Linked DNA regions of Mus musculus: region 2 is linked to region 1. A link is a contact called in public Hi-C data. All regions are on one chromosome and are shown on one strand. The core of a region is the stretch at or near the end of the contact, and the rest is flanking DNA. Distances in the headings are between cores, read along the strand shown. Region 1 overlaps Ets1 (E26 avian leukemia oncogene 1, 5' domain). Region 2 has its middle 24 kb from the start of Gm27166.

Region 1 (6,153 bases), core at 807-3,306:
GCTTCACCGTGGAGCTGAGAAATCCAGCAGGCACCTGTCAATTCATACACAAGTTCCTCTTGATGAAGGCTGCATGGCCTAAGGATGCTAAGTACTTAGAGAAACACCCCCATGATATAATGGTAAAGGAATCAATATTGACCGTGGATAAGGAAGCAGAGCCTGTTTCTCAATGAGCCGTGTGCTGATGCGACTATCCTACCTTCCCCTATAATCGTCCTCACACAGCAACTGGGATCAAAATAAATAAATTTTAGAGAAAAGATTGAAGTTTTTTTTGTCCTGTGTATGCAACACAAAGGAAGTTATCCAGAGCCTTCTTATAAAGCACAAAGTTAAACTTCAACTGCCTTCGGTTTGCCAGTTGATGCCTTTCAGCATCCAGACTTGAAACTCTAAGTCCACGGCAGCACCAACCAGTGCTGCGGGAGATAAAACGGTAGAAGCTGGAGGCGCAGGGACTTGACGGTCCCACCAGAGACCAAGCCTAGAACACCTGAAAGTCAGCAAAGCACAAGACTCCCTGGTTCTCCCTTCAGCACCTGAGGTTGGAGTGCCCAGAACCTTTAAGCCTCTCCTAAGAATACACATCTGGCTGGCCACGCCTCGGGACACCCTTTCACCACGCCATTCAGCTCAGAGGATGGCAGGGAGAACCCCTGTACTCCTTGAGCCTCCAAAGCACCAGGCAGTCAGCACGGCCTTCTTATACAGACTATGGTTTAATTTCCAGAATGACTGAAAATAACACAGTGCTTTTACATCAGGTACAACATGCCTGCCACATCGTACTGGTGTCTAAGTCTCTAAAGAGTCAATGTAGAAAAGGTGTATACTTCTATGAATATCACATTCTCCATCCAGAAAAAAGGAAAATGGGATGAATAGTATTTCCCACAGAGTGAGTGTCAATCAAGTGTGGTCCAGTAAGGGACCATTGTAGACATTCAAAGCATACGCGATAGACATTTCAGAAACTTCCTACAACAGTTAGGTAACAGGAGTTACCATCAGCAAGGCCCAGGAATGTCGTCACAGCTACACTTCTCATTCTGTCTATAATTACATTGTCTCATTTGCCAATGGAATCAGCCACTGTACTCTGAAACAGGGATACTCTTTCCTGGAAAATCCTGGCTGCCACTAACCAGCTCTTGCTTTTGCAGAAATTGTGGTAGGGCCCCGAGCAAGCTAGACTTGGGGAGGTTGACCACGGCTGCTTTGTCTCCTAGAGAGATGTTCCTACAGGGTGGTCTGGCCTCTTTAAGAGGAAAAAAAAAAGCCCAGCAACACAAACCAACCAAAAATGCCAGGAATGTAAGCTCTGCCAACCAAGTAAATAAATAAAATGTAAAATACTTTATAATAACTGGACAAGACACATTGCTCAATCCAGTAAGATGGAAAAACTTTACTAATCCCCCACAACTCTGCAAACGTTGCCATTGTCCTTGGACTTGGGAGATTTCCTACTCTGAGTATCAATGTATCAATGTATCAATGACAGGTTCAATCACCCGAAGGAGTACACCAGCCTCTAGAACCTTGCAGAGTGACAGTCAGGCCTCCAAACACTCTGCAAGTGAACTGCAAACCAGATTTGTTATCTAGAGCTCAGATTAAAGCCCCACTGGTGTGAGATTTCAGGCCAGGTCTTTTTCTCTCTTGTTCTTTCCTTCCCAAGTGGTAGATGTGGGAGACATATATAAACCAGCCATTAGATTCCCTACCAAACCTTCCAGGGTCCTTTGAATGTTCTACACCGTTCAAGGTTCCTATTGACTTGTTTCTTCCTTATCTGCTCCACAGACCCCAGGACCTGGGCCAGCACTGAGTAAAGGTGTTCCACATATTCCGGTTTCATCTTTATCCAAGGATTATTAGTCTCGGTTCACACTCGCAGGAGCTGGAGGACAGGGAGATTAAGTAGTCTGCCCAAAGTCACACAGCCACTAACTGGGGATTCACACCCAGACAAACTGGCTCCACAGACCCTGTCTAAACCACTGGTCTATTTAGTCACTAACAGAGTGTGGCAACAAGGGATCTAGAAACACAGTCATAAGCAAAGCTGGCAGCCGGCAGCCGGCAGCCCTCCCCTCTTCCTTCTTTCCTGTAGCAACACAAAGACCGTCTAAACTAAGAAAGGACAACGCTTCTCCCATCTCTGAGGACAATAATGGTCCCCAGGGGATGGACGTCCTCTATCAAAGTAAGATGGAGGTTGGGTCTGGTCCTTATAGCCTTATAAATGGGCAAAGAGCCAGTTTTCTGTGTGAAAACTGCTGTTCCTCCATGGCCAGCGTCTCCACCTCACTGGTGGTACAGGTGAAGTGGAATGAGAAGGAGAGCAATAATAAAGTAACATTTGCTCGCACACCCTGCCTTCATAGCCTCAGCCCTTACTCCAAAGCCTCCACACCAGGAAGGAACTAGGAACAAGTCAAGGCTGCGTTTGGATTTAAATCTACAGCAGACCTGAGAGACGTGTGCAATGAGATAGTATGCCCTACCTTACACTTGTGAGGGAAACCGAATGCCCGTGTCATTTTAGGGTGTGTATTAACATTGTCAAAAATGTCAGACCTCAAAATCAAACCAAAGCGCATAATGGTTCTTGGTCAAGTCCTAACCACAGAGAGGCTAGCAAATATTCCAGGTGTCCTGTCTCCAATTTGGACCCTCAGACTTCCCACTTCACTTCTCTGATTCTAGGAATCTGGGGAGGGGGCAGAGAGGAAGTTCTGACTTGATTGCTGAGGTAACAGCAATACCTGACACTATTTGTCTCTGCTTGTGAGAAACGAAGCAATACAAAGAAAAACCATTATGATAAAGACCAAGGTCCCAGTCGTGGACTCGAACCCACGCCATGAATAGTTGAACTTTGACACAGGTGTCCTGTGTAATCTGATGGGCCAGGTAAAGCTCTACTTAACATCTACTTAATATCCTTCTTTCTGTTAGCCAAGACTACCAAAGAAGTCCTGGCCAGGGCTTACTTCTATCTTTGCACCTAAAAATTGAAGTCTCCATTGAAACTTCTTTACTGAGCCTCCAAAGGTAACTTGCAATATTGCTCACTGTATGGATCTGACACGTTAGAAACAGATTCAGCTTCCTTCAGCTTCTGGCTCCGTGCAGAATTTTGCCTAATTGTCTTAACGTGTTGGTGCCTCTGGATTCTCATCCGAGGTATGGGCATATTTACATAAATGCAGTACAGTCCAGAAAAAAATACTTCAAAAAGTTATAATAATCAACAAATCATTGCTCTTTATTTTGTCTAAGAAAGTGTAGTGAGATATATATATGTGTGTGTGTGTGTGTGTGTGTATATATATAGTGAAATATATATAGTGATATATATATATATATATATATATATATATATATATATATATATCATAGTGAATGGCAGAAGACTCTTAATTTCTTGGACCAAATGAAATTTTGTTGCTTTGTTGTGCTGAAGGTCAGTGGCTTGGAAACTTTTTCTTTTTTCTTTTTTTTTTTTTTTTTAAATTTTGAGAAAGGCTTTCACTCTATTGATCAAATTGGTCTTGAGCACACTATGTAGGCCCCAGGGCCATTTCCATCTTACATTCCTTGAACACTTTTTTTTTTAATCAAAAAAAAAAAAAGAAGAAGAAGAAGAAGAAGAAGCCACTGTAAAGGTACTTCATATAATGACAACGGACTGCAGCACCAGGCCTGCCTAGCTCTATTTGCCTGGTGGGGCAGCTCAATGAAGTTACTCACCCACAGTTTATTTTTTATCAATAACTGAAGTAATAGAATCAAATGCTTTGAAATCTCATAGATTTAATATTAAATTACCAAAACATATGCTTCATCTCTTTGCTATGATCTAAAACATGTGCAGCCAGGGGCTCTCATTCACTGGCAGCATGAAAGGCCCACTGTAGGTATGTGAACTGACATAATACACATGATGTTTGCCAGACACCCAAATCTGTCTCTTCCCCATAAACACACATAGCACATAGAAACAAGCCATTCTTAAGGAAAGGGCCTATTAGCTGAGTTTATATCTTCTCTGTGAACTATCCCTTCGCGTCTGCTATATATGGTTTTAATCAATGGTAACACAGAGAACTCCTGGCTCCATCGAACACCCCAAACCCACTTTCATAGCAACATTTCTATATGTAGCTCTGAGTGCCTGAGAAGTCTCCCCAGCTCTAGGAGAGACCCCCAGCTCAACCTGGCTCTGAATGTCATCACACTGTGTTTGTACAGAGCAATCCGGCACTGACTGTCAGGAGCGTCTCTAGAAAGGATGGCGCCCAAATGTCTTCATTAACATTTTGAAACACATCAGAATGTCAAAACGTCATCTTGGCTTGTATTGAAAGTCTAAAGAACAGGTTAAATATGCAGTTATTTACGGCAGAGGCAAGAGATCAGGGACAGCAGTTAAAGTTACAGATAATCAGACCCAATAGACGTGTGTGTTTTGACATCTGATTGTTTTCCAAAATGCATCATCTTCTCCCTTTATCTTTCTAGATCCTTTCACCTCCAAAGTCACTTTTCTCTGAGTCCAGCTTCCTATTCTAAAAGTAGGCACTTTGCACTCTGCTAGCTTCAGGAATCCCCAAGAGTTGACTCCATCTGTTGAACACTAAAATTTCCTTCTAAGACAATATTCGATGTCTTTACTCTCCCTCTCTTCTTCAAATCCTTTAAGCCTGCTAAATAAAACCATGAGCCAAAGACACTAAGTTACATCTGGTCGTGGGATGCTTTCCTTCTTCAAGGACCTTTGGTACGGGAGGCCAAAAGATGGCAGAATAGAAAGGCAGTAAAGCTAGTTACTACACTGACCAGGAAGGAATCAGACTTTCCCAAAGTTAAACAGATTCTGTTCGTTTCTCCTCCCACTACCTCCCCCTCAACCTAGAAAAGAGGAGTGAGGCTCTAAGGGACTTATGACAGGGGCGCTCAGGATGCAAGTGCTCGTAGGCCGGGCAGCTAGCCAGACACCCTTTCAGCACTTCACAAGAGCCTCCCATCAAGCTCCAATACTGGGGAGACACAGTTGGGACGGGGTGGGGGTGATCTTAGAGACAGTGTCAGGCCCCTTGCTAACATTAAGGAATATTACCAGAAGTTTCTCGCTTATGTGGGAAAATTCAAACAACGGAATTAGGGAGCTGGAAATTCTATAAGCGTTTTCCCATTAGTCACAAAACACACAGCTGTGAAAATAAATACACCCAGCCCCCCCCCCCCCAAAAAAAGCCAAGGGTCTTGGGCCACCAACAGTCCTCCTGGCTTCTGCATCCAGTGCTCCTGAGGGAGCAGCGCAGCCCAGAAGGGGACCCGGAGCTGGGGTGGGGGCCTCACTGTTGCCACTCACCCGGGGAAGGGAAAAGCTCGAGATCCACTTTTTCTGTCTTGATGATGGTGAGAGTCGGCTTGAGATCGACGGCCGCCTTCATGGTGCCCGGAGTTGAGGGGGCCGGCGGGATGAGAGTAAGTTTGCTGTAACTGTTGTTTTGCTTTTTAATGGGGATTTTTGAACCCAGTGGAAGGGGACAGAGCGCAACCCTAAAATCTCAAATTCCCGCTGACCGCCCCGCGGGAAGGTGCGCGCCCAGCCAGTCCGCGCGAAGTTGGCACTTGGCGGAGCAGAGAGCGCGCTTAGGTCCCAGCCTCGCCCGCGCCTCGCCCGCCCGCTCGCTCCTCTGTCCCGGGCGCTCGCTCCCTCCTCCGTCCGGGGCGCTCGCTCCCTTGCTCGCTCGCACGGCTGGCCGGCGCTGGCGCAGTGCAGCTCGCCTCCGCTTTAGGGCGTTCCTCACCGAGCCCAGGCCCAGGGTCCCAGCCGCTGCCCTGCCCACTCGGCGAGGCGGCGAGGGCGGGGCGGCGGGGCGGGGCTTAGCATCTGCAGCCAATCACCGCCCGTCTCCCAAAAGCGAAAGGAAGGGCGGGCGAGCCTGGCCCGGCGGCGCTGCTCCAGCTATTCCGCGCGCGCGGGGCGAGGGCCTCAGCCCACCGCTGCTAAGAATGGCTGGCGAGCCTGTCCCTGGCATGCCGGGGCTACTGCCACAGTCTCGGGAAAGTCCGTCTGATTCTGCACGCATTCTTGAAGGCTTGGTCACCCTCTGCGGCCCCGCTCCAGTAGCA
Region 2 (5,638 bases), core at 1,937-4,436, 310 kb before region 1:
CAAACCATCGGCTCCTGTTGATCTATATGAACTATTTTGTATGCATTGAAATATTTTTAAGTAAACACATGTAACTTAATATACAACATTAATGGTTAACTCTAGAGGGGTTAGAATGAAATTAGAAAGGGTGTCATGGACTCTTGGCTCATGGACTCCATAGACTCATGGACTCTTGTTGTTGTTGCTTGTCTCGACTATGTCCTGAGGACATGCTGTGTGAAATGCCATTCTGTTCTGATGGTGGATAAACAGGTACTTATCAATTTGCCTGTGTTGTCCTCTTTATTTTCTCTTTGAATTAGAGGGGTGGTAGAGTATCTAAATTCCCAGAACAGAGCTACTCTGAGAGATACCACTGTTCCAGAATTCAGTAATGTAAGGGTGACCTTAAGATTTGAGTGTACATTAGGAGATCAGTCAGTGCATGCTGAGGTACCCCCAAGCATCTCAGAATTAATGAGTGAGAGGGAGCTCTTGGATTTCAGTGAGGATGGCAAAAATATCATTCATTCATATACTGACTATAATCATGAGATAATTTGCTCAGCAATTCTACCTTGTAAAATATATGTAAAATAATGCAAGATATCAATCATATTTTATTGTCCCCATTTTGCAAACAAACATTAATATAAAATAAGTGGCAATTTTTTTCCTCCTCCTCCTCCTCCTCCTCCTCCTCCTCCTCCTCCTCCTCTTCTTCTTCTTCTTCTTCTTCTTCGCCTTCGCCTTCGCCTTCTCCTTCTCCTTCTCCTTCTCCTTCTCCTTCTCTTCCTCCTCCTCCTCCTCCTCCTCCTTCTTCTTTCTCTTTCTTTTCTTTTTTTCTTTTTTTTTGTTTCCAGACTTTTTCAAAAGGTTTTCAGGGTTGTTGCTCTCTTCCCACATTCCCTTTTTTACCCTGTGTGGCAAGAAATTGAACCCAGACCACACTTAGTTAAGTTCCATACTATCATCAGAATGTCAAAAATGTAGACATGGATTTAAGGCCTCCCTAGGATAGGTCTTGGGCTTATCCAGTGGCCCTGGTGACAAAACGGGTACTTAAAAGTGCACTTTGTTCAGTTCTGAGCCCCATTTTTTAATGGGGTTATTTGATTTTCTGAAGTCCACCTTCTTGAGTTCTTTATATATGTTGAATATTAGTCCCCTATCTGATTTAGGATAGGTAAAGATCCTTTCCCAATCTGTTGGTGGTCTTTTTGTATTATTGACAGTGTCTTTTGCCTTGCAGAAAAAATGGGGCTCAGAACTGAACAAAGAATTCTCACCTGAGGAATACCAAAAGGCAGAGAAGCACCTGAAAAAATGTTCAACATCCTTAATCATCAGGGAAATGCAAATCAAAACAACCCTGAGATTCTACCTCACACCAGTCAGAATGGCTAAGATCAAAAATTCAGGTGACAGCAGATGCTGGCGTGGATGTGGAGAAAGAGGAACACTCCTCCATTGTTGGTGGGATTGCAAGCTTGTACAACCACTCTGGAAATCAGTCTGGCGGTTCCTCAGAAAATTGGATATAGTACTACCGGAGGATCCAGTAATACCTCTCCTGGGCATATATCCAGAAGATGCCCCAACTGGTAAGAAGGACACATGCTCCACTGTCTTCATAGCAGCCTTATTTATAATAGCCAGAAGCTGGAAAGAACCCAGATGCCCCTCAACAGAGGAATGGATACAGAAAATGTGGTACATCTACACAATGGAGTACTACTCAGCTATTAAAAAGAATGAATTTATGAAATTCCTAGCCAAATGGATGGACCTGGAGGGCATCATCCTGACTGAGGTAACACATTCACAAAGGAACTCACACAATATGTACTCACTGATAAGTGGATATTAGCCCAAAACCTAGGATACCCAAGATATAAGATACAATTTCCTAAACACATGAAACTCAAGAAAAATGAAGACTGAAGTGTGGACACTATGCCCCTCCTTAGAAGTGGGAACAAAACACCCTTGGAAGGAGTTACAGAGACAAAGTTTGGAGCTGAGATGAAAGGATGGACCATGTAGAGACTGCCATATCCAGGGATCCACCCCATAATCAGCATCCAAACGCTGACACCATTGCATACACTAGCAAGATTTTATCGAAAGGACCCAGATGTAGCTGTCTCTTGTGAGACTATGCCGGGGCCTAGCAAACACAGAAGTGGATGCTCACAGTCAGCTAATGGATGGATCACAGGGCTCCCAATGGAGGAGCTAGAGAAAGTACCCAAGGAGCTAAAGGGATCTGCAACCCTATAGGTGGAACAACATTATGAACTAACCAGTACCCCGGAGCTCTTGACTCTAGCTGCATATGTATCAAAAGATGGCCTAGTCGGCCATCACTGGAAAGAGAGGCCCATTGGACACGCAAACTTTATATGCCCCAGTACAGGGGAACGCCAGGGCCAAAAAGGGGGAGTGGGTGGGTAGGGGAGTGGGGGTGGGTGGCTATGGGGGACTTTTGGTATACCATTGGAAATGTAAATGAGCTAAATACCTAATAAAAAATGGAAAAGAAAAAAAGTGCACTTTGGATTATACCTCTTAGTTTCCTTAAATCTGGTTTTAATGGCATTAAAGTGACCCAATTTATGACATTATACAGAAGTGTAAGGAAAACTGACAAAATGCTGGGAGGATGCCAATGCTCAAAAGCAGGGGCAGTTACAAAGCCAGGGTCTTGAGATGCCCAATGATTATGGAGACCTGTTCCACCCACAAGTCAATGATCTGATGGTCCAGATTTCCAAAGGATGCCCACTCTAGTCTGAAAGACTTGGAAAATATGCCAGAATCTTCCACCGTCAGATACTCTCCACACATTCACTGCTGTACACTAAATCTCTCTCTGAAGGACAGAGGTAAATGAGCCAAATATGGCAAGATTTAAACTGTGGTGCAAAGGAAGTGTGGGTGTTTGCAAAACCACATTTTGCTCACCTCACAGGCCTTCGACCTTTGGGGGGTGACTTTCAATTTGTCCTCTTACCTCCATGCTCATGCTGATTTAGAGAGGTGGGGGGGGGGCACTTCCCCAAGGACTCTGTGTCAAAGCACAGGAGATGGATTAGAGGTAATTAAGCCCATACTAGAAACTCAGCTGTCATTGGGACCTTTTGGCTATGTGGGCTCTTCAACAAGAACACTGGTAAATAATTGAGCTCTGGTTCAGAGTCCAGGGTCAAGGGTCAGACTTAAAACTGAAAGCAAAATGGAATGAAGCTGATATGTATGCCATTACCTTAACCCCAGTCGGGATGGGATGGAGATTCTTAGAGAACAAGATCAGAGGAGACTTCTTCCCAAGCTCTCCAGGAAGCAGCTCCATCTAGCATGGGCTTCATTTCTTTCCTCCTCCATGTCTAATATCTACCTAGGCAGAAACATTAATGGCATAGTTTCCAGTGAAAAGTTTGGTTATTTATGTGCATAGAAACATAATCATGAAAAGTTATTATTTCCCTAAGTTTTGCTCTCAAAGACAGGTATTTTCAGACCCACATAGGAAAAAAAAAAAAAAAAGCCTTTTGGTGAGAAGCCAGAGGGTTAAGTGAGCACTCTACTCCCTCTATCTGAGTTAAGACCAGCTCTACTGCTTCAATGATGTGAAGTATGTGAAGGAACCATTTGGTTCTGTTGAGCAGACATTGTATATCAAAGCAGATACTAAAGAAGTAAAAAACAAAGCAAGCAAACTGTATAAATCAAGATTCTCTAAAGCAACCAATGTGATAGAACAAATATGGTGTGTATTTGAGTAGCTTACAGACCTTGTCTCACTATGCTTAATAATACTGTCTCCAGAAGGAAAGTCCAAAATCCAGTAGTTGCTCAGACCTTGAGACTGGTTGTCTCACATGGTCTTCAGTATACACTGGAATCCCAAAGAAGTAGGCTCTAATACCAGTAACGGAATGGAATTTCCAGCCAGAGTAAAGGCAAGCAGACAGAGAAAAGGGGCTTTATTCTTCATGTCTTGTTAGCTGCTACCAGAAGGTGTGGCCCAGACCAAAGGTTGATAACTACCCCAAGTGATTCAATCGAGAAAAACCCCTAATAGGCATACCCAGATGCTTGGGTTTTAGTTCATTCCAGATGTGGTCAAGTTGACAATCAATAATAGCCATCACAAATCGATCCCTTGTCAACCTGACAGAAAATTGAATCTCCTTCCATTATACTTAATTTCAAAATTAAAACAGTAACCAGGTCATAATTATGCCTAACTTGATATAATCATGTTGAGCCTAGATAAGAGCCTTGCTCCAATTTATGAAGAACAGAGAATCACAAGGACAAAGAGCTGTTTAAAGTTTGATTCCACATTGTTTTATAACTCTGCTCTGAGGTCAGAGCCTGCTTTAGTTACTTGTCTCATTATGCAACAAAGCACCTAGTGAAAGACACTTAAAGAAGGAAGGATATCCCATGATGAGAAAGTTGTGGTGACAGGAACTTGAGACAGATGGTTTCACTCACAGACAGAAAGCATAGAGGAATGAATGCTAGTGTTTGGTTTGATTTCCTTTCTTATTCACCCTGGGCCTCTAGTCCATGATATGGTGCTAGCCACAGTTAAGGTAGATCTTTATACCTAATTAACCTAATCCAGATAATCCTTCAAAGTCATGCTCAGACGTTAACCCAATCTAGATAGAGGCTTGTCTTTTCTAGTGGCGTCTGGAGATGAAGATCTCAGACTGTGGGTATTGACCCCTTGTGAAGGTCAAACAGCCCTTCACAGGGGTAACATATTCAGATATCCTGCATATCAAATACTTACATTGGGATTTATAACATTAGGAATTTACAGTTATGAAGTCACAGCTGAATTCATTTTATGGTTGTGGGGCACTACAACATGAGGAAGTGTATTAAAGGGTTAAAGCATTAAGATGATTGAGAGCCACTGAACTAGTCTGTAAATCAATATTAACCAGCATGGGGACCTAGCAAATTTCATTTAAAATCAGCATCATGGTCCTTATACATAGAAGGAGATTTTTGGGTGGTGTGGACAGCTGTGCCACCTATACATCAAGTAGCTAAAATTGTCTGAAGCCTACTAAAATAACACCTAAACAGAATGCACCATACACAAAGACTATAAACTCAATTGCAAGTGAATGATATTGACGCTCTGGAAGTGGCTTTTAAAGATACTTAGAGCTACTTTTCTCTCAAGAAATTTGAGCTTCAATTTTCTCTGCCTTAAAACTTTAATAGTAGCATCTATTCCAACTATTTTGGATGGAATTCTAATTGTTGGGGTTTTTTGTATGTTTTTGTTTTTGTTTTGTTTTGTTTTGTTGGTTTTTGGAATTTTTTTTTTGTCAGTTTGACACACACTGTATTTATCTGAGAAGAGGAAGCCTCCTTTTTGTGAAAATGGCCCCTCAGATTGACCTATGGGCAAGCTTGTGGTGACATGTTCTTGATTGGTGTCCCTCCTGTGGGAGGGTCTAGACTATTGTGGGTGGTGCTATGCCTACATAGATAGTCATAAGATGCATGAGAAAGAGAAAATCACAGGAATAAGCGCATAAGCAGAGTTCTTCCCTGCCTTGTGCTTCATGAAGTTCCTGCCTCAATTTCTCTCAGTAGAACACTTTCCTCCCCAAATTGCTTT

Evidence for each region. Hi-C and Micro-C count contacts between places; a contact is called where the count stands out from the background.
Region 2: a Hi-C map of Th1 cells shows a contact between it and region 1, with 2.4 times the contacts expected there. The contact joins two enhancer-like sites. A contact is called at or near these places in 1 of 484 Hi-C or Micro-C datasets (Th1 cells), 2 of 115 datasets of contacts at active chromatin or transcription factors (fibro-adipogenic progenitors and thymocytes) and 1 of 9 other capture datasets (adipose tissue).

Annotation. Positions count from the first base shown.
Region 1 is chr9:32,695,699-32,701,851 of GRCm38.p6, reverse strand. The region is part of intron 3 of Ets1 (E26 avian leukemia oncogene 1, 5' domain); the gene reads right to left. Among named protein-coding and RNA genes, the nearest start is that of Ets1, 63 kb to the right of the region's middle. Within about 2 kb of position 2,056, at least 29 of the 459 cell types and tissues checked have an H3K27ac peak or open chromatin away from gene starts, as enhancers often do. A contact at or near this core is called in Th1 cells, where this site is marked.
Region 2 is chr9:33,005,204-33,010,841 of GRCm38.p6, reverse strand. No RefSeq gene overlaps it. Among named protein-coding and RNA genes, the nearest start is that of Gm27166, 24 kb to the left of the region's middle. Within about 2 kb of position 3,186, at least 21 of the 459 cell types and tissues checked have an H3K27ac peak or open chromatin away from gene starts, as enhancers often do. A contact at or near this core is called in Th1 cells, where this site is marked.